Regions from separate parts of the Sus scrofa genome. Here region 2 is linked to region 1. A link is a contact called in public Hi-C data. All regions are on one chromosome and are shown on one strand. Each heading gives the region's core, a stretch centred on a gene start, on an enhancer-like site or on the middle of the called end of the contact. The rest is flanking DNA. Distances are from core to core; before and after follow the strand shown. Region 1 overlaps DLG2 (disks large homolog 2). Region 2 overlaps DLG2 (disks large homolog 2).

Region 1 (6,449 bases), core at 2,801-5,300:
CCCAGTGCCGGATCCCTGCACGTGAGGGTTTGATGTGAGGCTCAGAACTCTCACTCCTGTAGGTTAGTCTCTCTCTGTGAACCAGTTAGTTTCCAGTCTGTGCAGCTTCCCACCTGGGAGGTATGGAGTTGTTTATATTGTGAAATTGCCCCTCCTACCTCTTGATGTGGCCTCCTCTTTTTCTTCTGGAGTAGGGTATCTTTTTTAAGGTTTCTGGTCCATTTGGGTGGGGACAGCTCAGCTTTTAGTTGTGAATTTTGTTGTTTTAGGAGAGAAGTTGAGCTCCAGTCCTTCTATTCCACCATATTAATCCTTTTACAACTGAGTTTCTTCCACAGTCCATCCTATCTTGCAAACTTGAAACTTTATGTGGTCCCTTGGCCATAGCTACAGTTGTTAGAAAAAAATCAAAATGGCTTTCTTCAAATTCACTGTAGTTGATGGAACCTTCATGCTGCTGTCAGCTGGGGGTGTGTGTGTGTGTATGTCACTCACTCATTTATTCACTTTATTTATTAATTTATAATTTTAATTATTCATTTTATTAATTATGATTTTTATTTCTTGAATAGCTACTATGTCCTTCTATGTGCCAAGCCCTCTGCTGAGCCCTTAGCAATCTGACATTCACTTAAATAGATACTGATATTTGTAACTAGTGTAAGAGATAATAATATTCACTAATAGATTCTGACAATATGTTATTTTCTTTGTCAATCTGTGCACCATTTTGTGTGGCAGACTCCAGAGCAAATTGCCAGGCTATGTGATTCCAATTAATTGCTTCATAATTCTAGAATTGTCCAGCATTTCATCATTAAGCCACAAAATACTAATGGCTTATGCTACAATCCATTGGATCTGAAACCAAAATAAAACTAAGCAAAAAACCCCCCAAACTTTCATTCCTAACTTTACTCATTTTCATGATATCCTCATCAATGGGACACACTGAAATGATTTTTAAAGTCTCAGGTATTAGATAGAAAAAAGGGGTCTGAATAATTGAATGGATCCAGTGTTGATTAACACTGCAAATTTCTTGATTTCTAATAGGTTAATGTTTTTTTCCCCCCTTTCCTCTCTCCCTCCCTTTCCTCTGATTGCTATTTGCTACAACCTAAATGTTCTTGTCAAAGCCTAGAGGGCTAAGCCTACAAGATATAGCTGTCAGCATACAACTGGCTACAAGCAAGTAGAGCAGGAAAAGCTCTACCTGATCAGTGTTGGACAGAAAGAATGCCTTTCAGGAGCCAGAGGAGCCAACATGTGTTTACAGGGAGCTGAGAATCAGACCAAGGTGCAAGAGGAGGTGACCTGGGCTTCTAGTTTGACTTGGGTAAGTCATCTCACGTCTCTGGGCCTGTCTCTCCAGATATAGAACAAAGGTGCTCTGTCCAGCCAGTCGCTGAGGCTTCTGTCTTGTCCATCATCCACAAAATTTGAAACCTCACTCAAGTTCAAGTTAAATCATTTTCTTCCCTTCTATTTTAGCATTCTCTAAATGCACTGATAATTGAGAGGGTTCTTAATTATTCCTGTTTTTTTTTCTCTCTCTAAAATCTGCAGTTTGACACAATAGCAGATACCATCCTAACCCAAGTGAAATCTCATTTTAATTATATTTTATGATCCTTACTTGAGCCCTCACGAAGTTGTCAGGTTTATTCTTTGACGATTCTTGTTCTTTCCCTCCTCATCACCGAAATTCACTCAGTTTTCTGACTGCCTTGCTGATGTTAGTTTCATCTTTTATCTTCAGCCTAACTCTGTAAGGACTAGGATCTTATATAAGTTTTCTTTTGCATTTCCACAGTGCCCCAGAGCGATGTGTGGAACAAAACTGTTAACACAGACTTGCTAATCGTAATAGCACATCCCCCCTAATACTTGTTAAATGCTTACCCACTGGGGAGGCATTTTTCTAGGTGACTTACATGCGTTAGCCATTCTAAATGTGTTCCACATATCATCAGTTTCTATTTGGTGGCTACAAGTTTTGTCTACATTTTACATGTAAGGAAACTGAGGCACAGAGCAGGTGGTTACATGCTCAGGGTTTACACAACTGTGAGTCAGGAGCCAGGTTTCGTACCCACGCAGTGGGCTCCAAAGTTGAGCTCTTCACCACTAGGCAATGCTGCCTTTCTCTGATTGCTTGCCAAGATCCAAGCATGCATTCCAACCTGCTTGCAGCATAGAGGCACTTTAACCATTGCTGAGAACTTCTCCAGGCAAATTACTTTCTGTGGGACTTTATGCTTTATTTTTGGAACATAACCTTTCTTACTTTATTCTTTTCAAATGGTTCATGCAATTAGATTTCTGTGATGGGTCCCCTAGGGTCAGTGATAACAATGAATGCTTTCCACTATTATGTAGTAAGATGCTCATCTGCCCTTCCTCAAATTCATTTCCTCATTCCCAGGAGTGCCAGTTTTTTCACAACTTCCCCATGGGCTCTTTTCCTCTTCGGCAATCCCTGGGGGCAGTCTTCCCTGGCTGATTCTGCACACCTACCCTGAAGGTGATGTGCTGCCATGAGGCCAGCAGGGAAGTGGTAAGTGATTTCCCCTTACCTGTGTGAGGTAAAGACCCTCACTCAAATCAACAGAAAGTAACAGAATGCTGTCTTTCCCTGTTTCCACCACTGTCTGTCCAAGCACTTCTGAAGTTATTCATCTCTCATGAACCTTTCTTGAGAGAAGGCTTTCCTAACTACTCCAGGTCCCTTCCTCCTAGGCAGCTGCATCCACTTATCATGCACCAAATATACGCTTATCATGTATAAGCCAGGTGCTGTGCGAGGAACTGGAACTGTAGTAAACTCTCAAGGACCTCTTATTTCTGTGACAGAGAGAGATTCTTAAGTTACAAATACAATATGACAGTGTGTGTAGGGTACTGGAAAGGCATCAGGAAGGCAGAGTAAGCTCTGCTGTGGAGGGGAGCAAGAAGTGAAACGTGAACTAGATACTGAAGGATAATTATCATTCACCAAGTGAAACGGGGTTATCTATTCCACCAGCAAAAGGAATGAGGCAGAGTGTTGACTATTCCCTGGTAGCTCAAGTGTGTCTTTTCTCCAATTAGAATATAAACTCATTGACGGTAATAACGGCAAATAAGATTTATTGAGCTCTTCTCTGTGCCCAGGTCAGTACACATCTTATTAAACATTTGTACTAATTATCTCATTGAATCCGCCCCACAATTACATCTCACACACACACACACACACACATTTTGTCTATTCTATTACACATACACAAATGAGAAAACTGAGGCTTAGAGAGGTAACATCATTTGCCTAGCTGGGAAGTGACAAAATCTGGATTCAAACTGAGCTCTCTCAGACACCAGAGCCAACATTTCGATACTAGTTTGCTTCCTGCTTGCACTTTTCCAGGGCTGAGTACAGAGCAGTTGCAGAAGCAGTGTTGGCTGAGGCAAGAACTGGCTGATTGCTAGTCCTCTGCGGCAGGGAGATCTGAACTATGTCCTATCGCAGACAGGAGGGGAGGGACCAAGGACTTTGTTTCACAGTCTAGTTTGTTCAAATGGAGGCATATAATGCCACAGGGCGAGGCCAGACTCACTAGAGACACCAGGTATTTGTTCAGTGAGGAGTAGCACCGGGAAGAGATAAGAGCCCAGTCTTATCTCTGGGCGTCAGACAGGCCCAGATACACCACTTCTCTGCTAGACACATTTTCTTTCTGAGAGTCTTCTTGGCTGGAATGTTTGATTCAATTCACTAGCCTATGCGGCCTTGGGGCAAATTATTGAATCTTTCTAGGATTTATTTGCCTTATCTGTACTATGAATTTAATTATAATCCCTAGTTCCCAACCACCATCATCATCACCACCAATGGTAACATGTGAGGCTCAGAGAGGTAACTTGCTTTGCTTATGGGCTTACTGTCCAGTGGCAGACAACAGGCAGATAGTCCGGATATACCCACTACGGAAACTCAGAGGAGAGAATCCTGGCCCTGGCCCCTCCTATCCCTACGAGCTTAGGAAAGTCACTTTGCCTCCCTGAGCATCTGCTTCCTCTTCTGTCAATCAGGGAGATAAATGAGATGACCTCAAAGGTCCTTTATGCTGTGAAGATGTTTCCTCTTCCTCCCGCCACCTGTTCCCTCCTTTTCTTCCATCCTTCAACTAGGAGAGGTGCTCAGCTTCATCCTCTTGGATGATGACTGAGTTTTAGGAACTGATGGTGCAGCCTTTGTCTCCCACTCTCTGATGTCACCTCCAGACCCTGAGCACGAGGTCACTGGCAGCATTCAGGTCTCAGGGGTGATTGTGGGCAGACCAACAAATAAAGTACAATACTAAATAGTATTCTTTGTAAAGTTGTGCCTGGTTGAGTAATTCTCACTTTATGCTTGAATGGAAGGAGGGGTAACTCACAAATGGAGGCAAATGCCTTACAGCTGAGACTGCTGGCCCTCAGCCCATAGCCCCATTTTAGTAGGACGAGCCACAGGGATTAGGACTCTCACTGGAAGTTTGGTCATGTGGCAGGAGAGTGGAGAGGTGGTCTGTGTCGCATTTCTGTCTAGCTCACACCGCAACGTCCATCCACACATTTCCTTTAAGGTGCATTTCCCACTTTTCTAAGACAAGCAGAGCTCATCAGAGTCATAGATCACAGTTCTGATGTGAGTGGCCTAAGGGTTTCTCAATGGTTCTATCTTTGGAGAGAGAAAAATCGAAAATCACTTGCGAAACTTTGAACAGCAGATGATAAAAATATAGATTTTTCACTTAGCTTGGATTTGAATTCCTCTAAGGTTTTAGAATGCAGAGATAAAAACCATGAAAATCCACACACACACCCCAAGGGAATAAAAACATCTTCAAAACCCCCAGCACTTCCTTTTAAGTATAGTATCTTCCTCTCTGCCCTTCTCTCACTCCTTTTCTCTCTCTCTCTTTCTCTCTCTCTCTCTCTCTCTCACACACACACACACACACACACACACACACACACCTTTCCTATTCATGTTTAAGTCACAGCCCAGCAGGTTCATTGTTATTTCTGTGCTAGACACTAGGGACCGCTGAGTGAGTCTGTTTGTTTAATGCCAAAGAGAACACTTTTCATACGTGGGGAGGAATTTTTTCCCCCAAGCATCCACCAGCAAGTCTGCCACCATCCTTAATCCCCTCCTTGTGCATTTTGGGGTCATTTTGCCCCATTCCTTCTGCTACTACCCTGGTTCAACGGGAGGGATCTTAGTGCTGTTCATGCAACAATTATGTTCCATTTATGAGAAAACACACTTGCATCACTTAGCATAGTACCTAGGAAATAGCATCTAAATAAACAATTATTACTCTTAATCCACTCTCAGCCCTCATTTCAGGAGTTGAAGAGTGCATTTTCTAGTAGAGGATACTACATTTGACAGCAATATCCATTACTGGAAGATTCCCAAGGAATGGCATACTACTGCCTCTATCATAGCCTATTGTAGTTGTGGATGCAACCAGGCATGTGTGGGCTTAGCCATGGTAAGTGTGCAATAAATCATAATTCTTTTTATTCCACAAGCATTTGCTGTTTTTGCCAAACATTATATTTAGGGCTCCAAGGGCAAAAGTGTCTGGTGCAAATCAGAAAATGGCACCCCCTGCAAAAGCTCTTTCTCTCAGGCAGGCTCTTGCTGAATGGTATGTGGAATGAGTTTCACCCCCCCTGCCCCCCAAATGTGTGTCCCTTGGCAACAATGTGGCTATAATAAATACTAGGGACACAAAATGAGGGGCTCACAGTTTAAGCAAATAGTTACCACACTGGTAGAGTCCTAATGATGGAGGTATTTATGTCAAGCTGGGAGGGCAACAAAAGAGAGCACAGCTGCTAGAGAGGCTGGAGAAGGCTCAGGTGCATTGTTTAAGCTGGGATTTAAAGACTGAGTAGGAGCTACAGCAAAACTCAGTTCGGGCAGATGGAAGTTCTGCCCATTGGGGGCGCAAGACTACCTCTTTTCCCCTCCACCCTTCCCCAGTCCTGTGGGACAAAGGAATGTGAGAAGCTTTAAGGATGGAATGGAGTTCTTAGCGGAGGGTGGAACTCAGAGAAGGGGCAAGAAAGACAGTTAAGAGGCAGCGCTGGCCTGCACTGGAATCTTTCTGTTCTACATGATACAATTAATCTATTGAAGAAATAACTGAGGAGTTTCCGTTGTGGCTCAGTGGCTAATGAATCTGACTAGGAACGATGAGGTTGCGGGTTCGATCCCTGCCCTTGCTCAGTGGGTTAACGATCTGGCGTTGCCGTGAGCTGTGGTGTAGGTCGCAGATGTGGCTTGGATCCCGCATCGCTGTGGCTCTGATGTAGGCTGGTGGCTACAGCTCCGATTCAACTCCTAGCCTGGGAACCTCCACATGCCATGGGAGCGGCCCTAGAAATGGCAAAAAGACAAAAAAAAA
Region 2 (6,449 bases), core at 2,812-5,311, 140 kb after region 1:
AAAAAAAATATAGCCCTACCTCCTATGTGTATATCGACTTATATGACTCAAAGATGTGAGACAGTGAGATGCCCTTCCCTTCCCAAAGAAAGAACATTTATTTAATTTCTATTGTGTATAAGATCACATGTATATTACTTAATGAATCCTTACAACTATCCTAATGAGGTAGCTATTATTATTACTTTTTTTTTTACAGATGGATACACTGAGGCTCAAATGAAACGAGTTGTCCACATTCACATGGCTGAAAAACGACAGTGACAGGATTTGAATCCACATTTGCCCCTAGAACCTGTAAGCCCTCTTTTTATACCATGCTGTCTCCAAATAAACCAAACCTGAAAGCAGGACCAAAAAAAAATGTGCTTATTGTTCTTACATCAAGTAGCCTGTAAGTTCCTTAAAAGTGTTAACTATCAAGTTTCCAAACTAAAATATTTAAGTAAGTAGTTATTACTATTGTGGCTTATAATGACTCACATTGGGATTTTACAGAATAAATACTGTATATTTGAGAAGATTAAGGCACAAAAAAAGATTGTTCTACAGAGTGAACAGAGGCTGACATTTGTTTAAAAACATCTACAAAAAGCATAGGGTTTTGTTTGCTTGTGAGTACCTACTAGGTACTAGAAACCATAGTAACTGACAGTCTCGGAGAAATACGACACAGCCAAGCCCTCAAGGGCTTAGCTCAGTGGGGAGAGTACGTAATAAATATAATAATGTGCAAGAACATTGTTCAGGTTCTAGACAGAAGATATTATGAAGCAAGTCACATATCAGCAGCAGGCAAACCAAGTGTGACCCACGATTATGTCTTCTTTAACTTTGTGGTGTTTTAGGAATATAAATCAAGGGTTAACTAACAGTTAAAACATTTTACCTCAAAATCCACATTTGTGGCTGTCCCCCAAAATGAAAAGTCTAATGACACTGAGCTCTGGTTCCCATTTGTTCACCATCAACTCGAGCCCTAGCAGCTGCTGTCACCAAGGGTGGTGTGTATATTTGTATATAAGGACCCATGTTTCTTTAAACTAACAACTTTCAGGAAAGCTACCTATAGGTATTTTTTTTACCAGGAGTACATCTGATGTAGTATTTCACCTTGGTAACACTGCTTATGTGACCCTAGACAGATAAAGTCACATGGTGACATTTAAGGTGGCACACTCAAAAATGATCAGGGCAGAACTGACAGGAGCAGAAAGGATGGAGGTACCTAGTGTGTGTGTGGGTGCAGGTGGAAAGAAGTGATGGGAAGGTAAGAGAGAGAGGCGATAAAACTGTATCTGACCTCCCTCCCTCTCTCCTTCCATCTCTCCCTATGCATACACTCCGCAAGACGTCTCCAAAGCTCATGCTCTCCTGCCGTGGCTCACAGTCTGGATTAAGGACAAAGGCAACCACGAGTGCTTGAGACGGCTCTGACCCCAGACTTGGCAGGGCACCGCACAGCTGCCTCAGTGGGGGTTAAGTGAATCAACTGTACCTTACATGCCTGGATCAAGACAGGGTACAAAATACAGTGGACCTCCTGCTGCAGGCAGATAGGAAGGTGACTGGCAAATCCTCAAGACAGAGTAAATGAATCTTTCATGTAAAAGCATACATCAATGGATGCCCTGACATGTTCATCTCTCATCCTCAAGCCTACTGTGAGGAGGCAATGTTTGCATCTCTGTGGGACATTAGTATTTCAATATATTTGGACTAAGTTAATATAAACCTCTACTGATAAATGTCTTGAAAGATGGTCTATATTATCTATTGAGAGAGTATATGTATGCTTCGATGCAGGTCTAAATGGCTTTCAAAGTCAATACAAACTAAACTGAGGCTCTGTATGCAAAAGGCAAGCAGTGTCAAATAAAACCTCACTATCTGGCCCTAAAGCACACCCACAGCTCTCCCCTTTCTAATCTGTGAATTATTTACCTTGTCAAAAATCTCAAGGAGAAGTTCCCCCTGTGGCACAACATGATCAGGGGTGGCTCTGCAGCATCAGGATCCCTGGCCTGGGAGGGACTATGTGCTAAAGGATCGGGTGTTGCGTTGCTGATGCTGTGGTAAATAATGCAACAACAACTGGGATCTGATCCCTGGCCCAGGAACTCCATATGCCATGAGGCGGACAAAAAAGAAAAAAAAAATTTTTTTTTAAAGAAAAGAAACCTCATGAAGAGGAGACAGAGTGGGCCAATGCGGGACTTAAAAGAAGAAAACAGTTATTTCTAAGGTACCTACCCTATGTCTGGTTGTAGTAAATGTGTTAACACAGTAACTAATTTAATCTCCTATAATTAAATGTGAGCCACCTGAGGGGACTTTGTCCCTTTATTCCCCCCTCTACTGGCAGAACAATCCCTGCCACATAAGAGGTGCCTGTTCTGGCTATCATATATTGGTCCTCAGCACCAATCCTTAACCCACCCTCTCCCATGCTCTCAGGCTGGAAGCCTGAGAACCATATTCCCAGAATCTCTTGTTAGCACGATTAGAGTCTCAATTGTTCTAATCAGAGTAACATGCATGAGTTTTGGGATGTGGAAGGGTGGTAGTGCAGGATTCTGCAATGCTATAGCTTCTTAGTTTCTTAATTTAGCTGCTGTAGTTTCCTTAGATTCTACAATTCGATGTCAGCCTCCAGCTTCAGGGCTGCAAAAAATCTATGGCTCAGGCAATGCTTTCCTGAAATTTCCCAGTTTGGATGTATCTGGCCTCACCCTCACTATCATTCCTCCAATCCTTCCAACAGTTTCTAAGCACATTAATATCACGAATTACATCCTTTATGCTTAAAATACGCAAGGCGGAGTCTGTTTTCCTGATTTAATGTTCCATAAAATTCGTAATGATTAAGTGAAGACCAACTCAACGGGCAGCAATATCCCTAATTGCAGAACTGAGGCTTCGAGAGATGAAATCATTTAAGATTACACAGCAACTATTAAGTGTCAGAGCTGAGAGGTGAGCCCCGGACAGCTTGATGCCAAAGTGCTTTTGCTTTTTCCACTTAGACAGACACCGCCCTCAGTAGGTATAACATTCAGGTTGCTGCCAAAATCTTCTCTCAAAGGTTAAGAGCTGTTGTTTTCACTGTTCCTCCTGCTATTGCACCACTGCAGCCAGAAACCTCCCTATAAAGTGGAAAGGTACAGTAATTCCCAAGACAAGCTGGCTATTAAATACGTATGAGACCCAGAAGGATACCCTCTTAGAAATGTATATTGTATTTACATTATCAATGCAGATACTCTATGCGTGGCACAAAACAGAAGCTCACAAAGTACTAACTGAGGGAGTGAATAAATGAAGGAAAGTTCACTGGTTTTGCTTAGCCAGACGCTCCTTTGCAGATCCTGTGCTCTGAGTCAGGTGTCACCTGGATCATAAACCACTTGTGGGCTGGTAATTCCATTAACCTTCATGCCTGGATCCCTCCTACTCTTCAGCTAGAGAACAATACCTCCCAGGCTGTTGATTTTCTTTGAGAAACCTCAGTTGTCAGGAGCATTGTAATTCTAAGGCAGACAGAGATGAGAATCTATCCCCACTTTCCAAACGAAAGATCCAAATGGAAAACTGAGGCAATGAAAACTATTAACCTGTTTCTGCTGTAATGTAGTAGAAAAAGTACTGCGTTTAGAACCAAACAGATCTGGGTTCTCATACTGATTCCTGCCGCTTACTAGACGTCAAATCTTGGGCAAGCTGTTTCTGTGACCTCAGTATTTTCATCTACATAATGACAGTAGTGAGATCTCTAGAGCTATCAGAAGGAAGAACTATTATAGACAGAGAGCACCTAGCATAGCATATGGCCCACGAGACAGCTTCAGTGAGTAAACACAGTATCGCCGTCATTAATACTGAGAAAGGGTCTGCAGACCGGTCCATGTTAGCCCACAAGGCTCTCCAGTCCCAAACTGGCAACGCTGATGTGGAGGAACGCTTAAAATATGTTTTTCACACTTACAAGTGTACTACCTAGAGAGGTTATGTAACAGCAAAGAATTGAATGTCCGCACATTATAACTTTTGGAGGTTTCATGGTCTCTGGTGCCTTCGGGTGGGGAAGAGTGGGAACAGCTGGCACAGAGTGGGTGGACCAGATCGTCACACCTCACTTTCCCTTAAGATGAGATCCAAGATTAGACTCACTAGAAGATTCTGGGGGTGGACAGGTAGAATTGGGTGCCTTTGCATGCCAAAAGGTAGTAGTTAAAGCTGTAGGAATGAATGAGGTCATGGGTAGTTTGGGATTAAATGAGGGAAGACCAAATCACACCTGACCTCAGAAAACTCCCAGGTACCAGTCTCTAGCCTGGTGCTGGCACAGAGCAGATTCTCAATGAAGTTTTGTTGAAGTAGTAAATAAATATCAGATTGGAAAGTATATTGATCTTCTTTAAAATTCCTGTGTCCCTCACTTCTCATGATCTCACTCAACTATCTTTGAAAAGCTAACTGAAGAATGTATATGTCCTGAATATTCTGAGTCTTTCAGTTTGAAAAGGTTTTCTGAAAGCACTGACATCTATTAATCATTTACCGAAACCCGGCAGGCATTGTGAGTTTTCCCATCCTACATACATTGCCTAAGTTCCAACTAGACTTCGAGGACAGAAAACATGGCTTTTTTGCACAGCTGGAAATTTCTCAGTGTCCAGCAGGGTGCTGGGCCACTAAGCTCTCAATAATTAGGGACTTAATGCTTGATTAATCAACTAGTTTTCAAACCATTGTCAGAGAAGGAAGAAATAAAAGGAATTCTTTGGAACCTTAGAAGTATTGAAAAATAAAATACGTGCACATAAATGCCACTCAGCTTGGAGAAGAAAAGACTTAAGGAACCAGAAAGAGCACACGGAGCCACTGGTAAAAGCAGAAGCGGGGTGTGAAGGAGAATTTGCACGGAAGAGGCTGGCAGAGTTGGTTCTAAGAGAGAAAAGACGGGCTCCTCTTCATTCCTCAATGTTCCTGGGTTACCTTTGTGCGTCCAGTACTGTGCTAGGCAATCCAGATACAACAACAGATGAGGCACAGTTTCTGCTTTGACGGACTTTATGTTGTAGAAATAAAACAAGGATACAGCTACAACATAGCACACAGCTTGGAGCAAAGAAAACTACAAACTGGGGGTACTCTTGCTAAAGATTAGATTCCTGGGTGCTCTATCTCTGCCAAGGATGATCTAAGGGATGTGACAGATATTGTGATCTGGGGGTTAAACAAACTTGAAAAAAGAGAGATCAGAGAGAATTTCAAGACTAAAGGGTTTGCCATTTCCTTTTATCATTTCAAATGCATGTGTTGTTTACACTACAATCATAAAAACCCAAACCACTGCATTCTAGAAGACAAAAGAAACCCAGATCTGGCATGCCTTTGTTCAACCATTAGGTAAATTGCCTTAAAGAAAATACTCTCTATTGCCCTTGTGGCAGTTCTCTGGATGTTTTTTGAGAATGAGGAGTGCACTGCTATAGAAAGAGGGGGATGGAGTTCTCTGTCACCTGTGTAGATCTTAGGAGTGAAAAAAACAAGGAGAGGGCATACACAGGGGCGCATGTGTTGGGAGACAAGTCAAGCACTCTTACATTCCACTGGGATTTTTCTCAGGCTCCTGCCCAGCTTGATCCACCACCTCCCCCATGATTTTTATAAACATTTATGTGTCAGATTGTCTGCTTAATGCGTTCACCAGCACTGTTTTTTAGATCATTGTTAAACAAGAACTCACTCTCAAAAAGTTCTTTACAGAGAACTGAAATTTCTTTCTTTTAATTTCCTCCCCCCAAGAGACTTACTTCTGCCCTCTGCAATTATACTAAGTTCATAGTCATGCATCTCCTTAAAAGGCTCTCTTGTTTGAATAATGTTATCATTGTAGTTGCTCTGCTAAATTGTGAACCTATGTATACATCCCTGGTTTCTTTATCTGATCTTTATCTAATAAGATTTTCAGATTCTTGTTCCCCAAGTGGCTTCCTCTAGAAACAATTGTAACCATCTAAAGAGTGATCCCCGTACTGGGCACAAGGTCCTACCATGGGCTGAGAAGATACCAAGAAAGGATCATGACTTTCCCAAAGTCACGTTGCTGGGAAATGGAATGCGCACAATTCAAAGCCAGAGCTTCCGTCTTCTAGGCCAGTTCCCATTCAATCTATACACACAGATGACAAACAGTCTCTTTTATTCCCTCTCCAACCAGATCTTAAACAACACAATAATCTCATTCCAGCCCAGTTTGCCTACAGTCAGTAATCTTCTTCCACTGGAACTGGCCTGGGCAACCTGGGACATACGGTCACGCTTGTATATCTCCTTAGGCAATTTGCCTTTTCATAATTAAAGCTGCATGGGTTTATAGGAATAAATCAAGAGAATATAAACACACTGAATACAGAAGGCTTATTTTAAAAGATTTCTCAAAA

Evidence for each region. Hi-C and Micro-C count contacts between places; a contact is called where the count stands out from the background.
Region 2: a Hi-C map of liver shows a contact between it and region 1, with 6 times the contacts expected there. The contact joins two enhancer-like sites. A contact is called at or near these places in 4 of 47 Hi-C or Micro-C datasets (liver and skeletal muscle).

The regions. Positions count from the first base shown.
Region 1 is chr9:17,623,586-17,630,034 of Sscrofa11.1, forward strand. All of the region lies in intron 20 of DLG2 (disks large homolog 2), which reads right to left. Among named protein-coding and RNA genes, the nearest start is that of CCDC90B, 180 kb to the left of the region's middle. Within about 2 kb of position 4,051, at least 15 of the 83 cell types and tissues checked have an H3K27ac peak or open chromatin away from gene starts, as enhancers often do. A contact at or near this core is called in liver, where this site is marked.
Region 2 is chr9:17,767,735-17,774,183 of Sscrofa11.1, forward strand. All of the region lies in intron 17 of DLG2 (disks large homolog 2), which reads right to left. Among named protein-coding and RNA genes, the nearest start is that of CCDC90B, 320 kb to the left of the region's middle. Within about 2 kb of position 4,062, at least 3 of the 83 cell types and tissues checked have an H3K27ac peak or open chromatin away from gene starts, as enhancers often do. A contact at or near this core is called in liver, where this site is marked.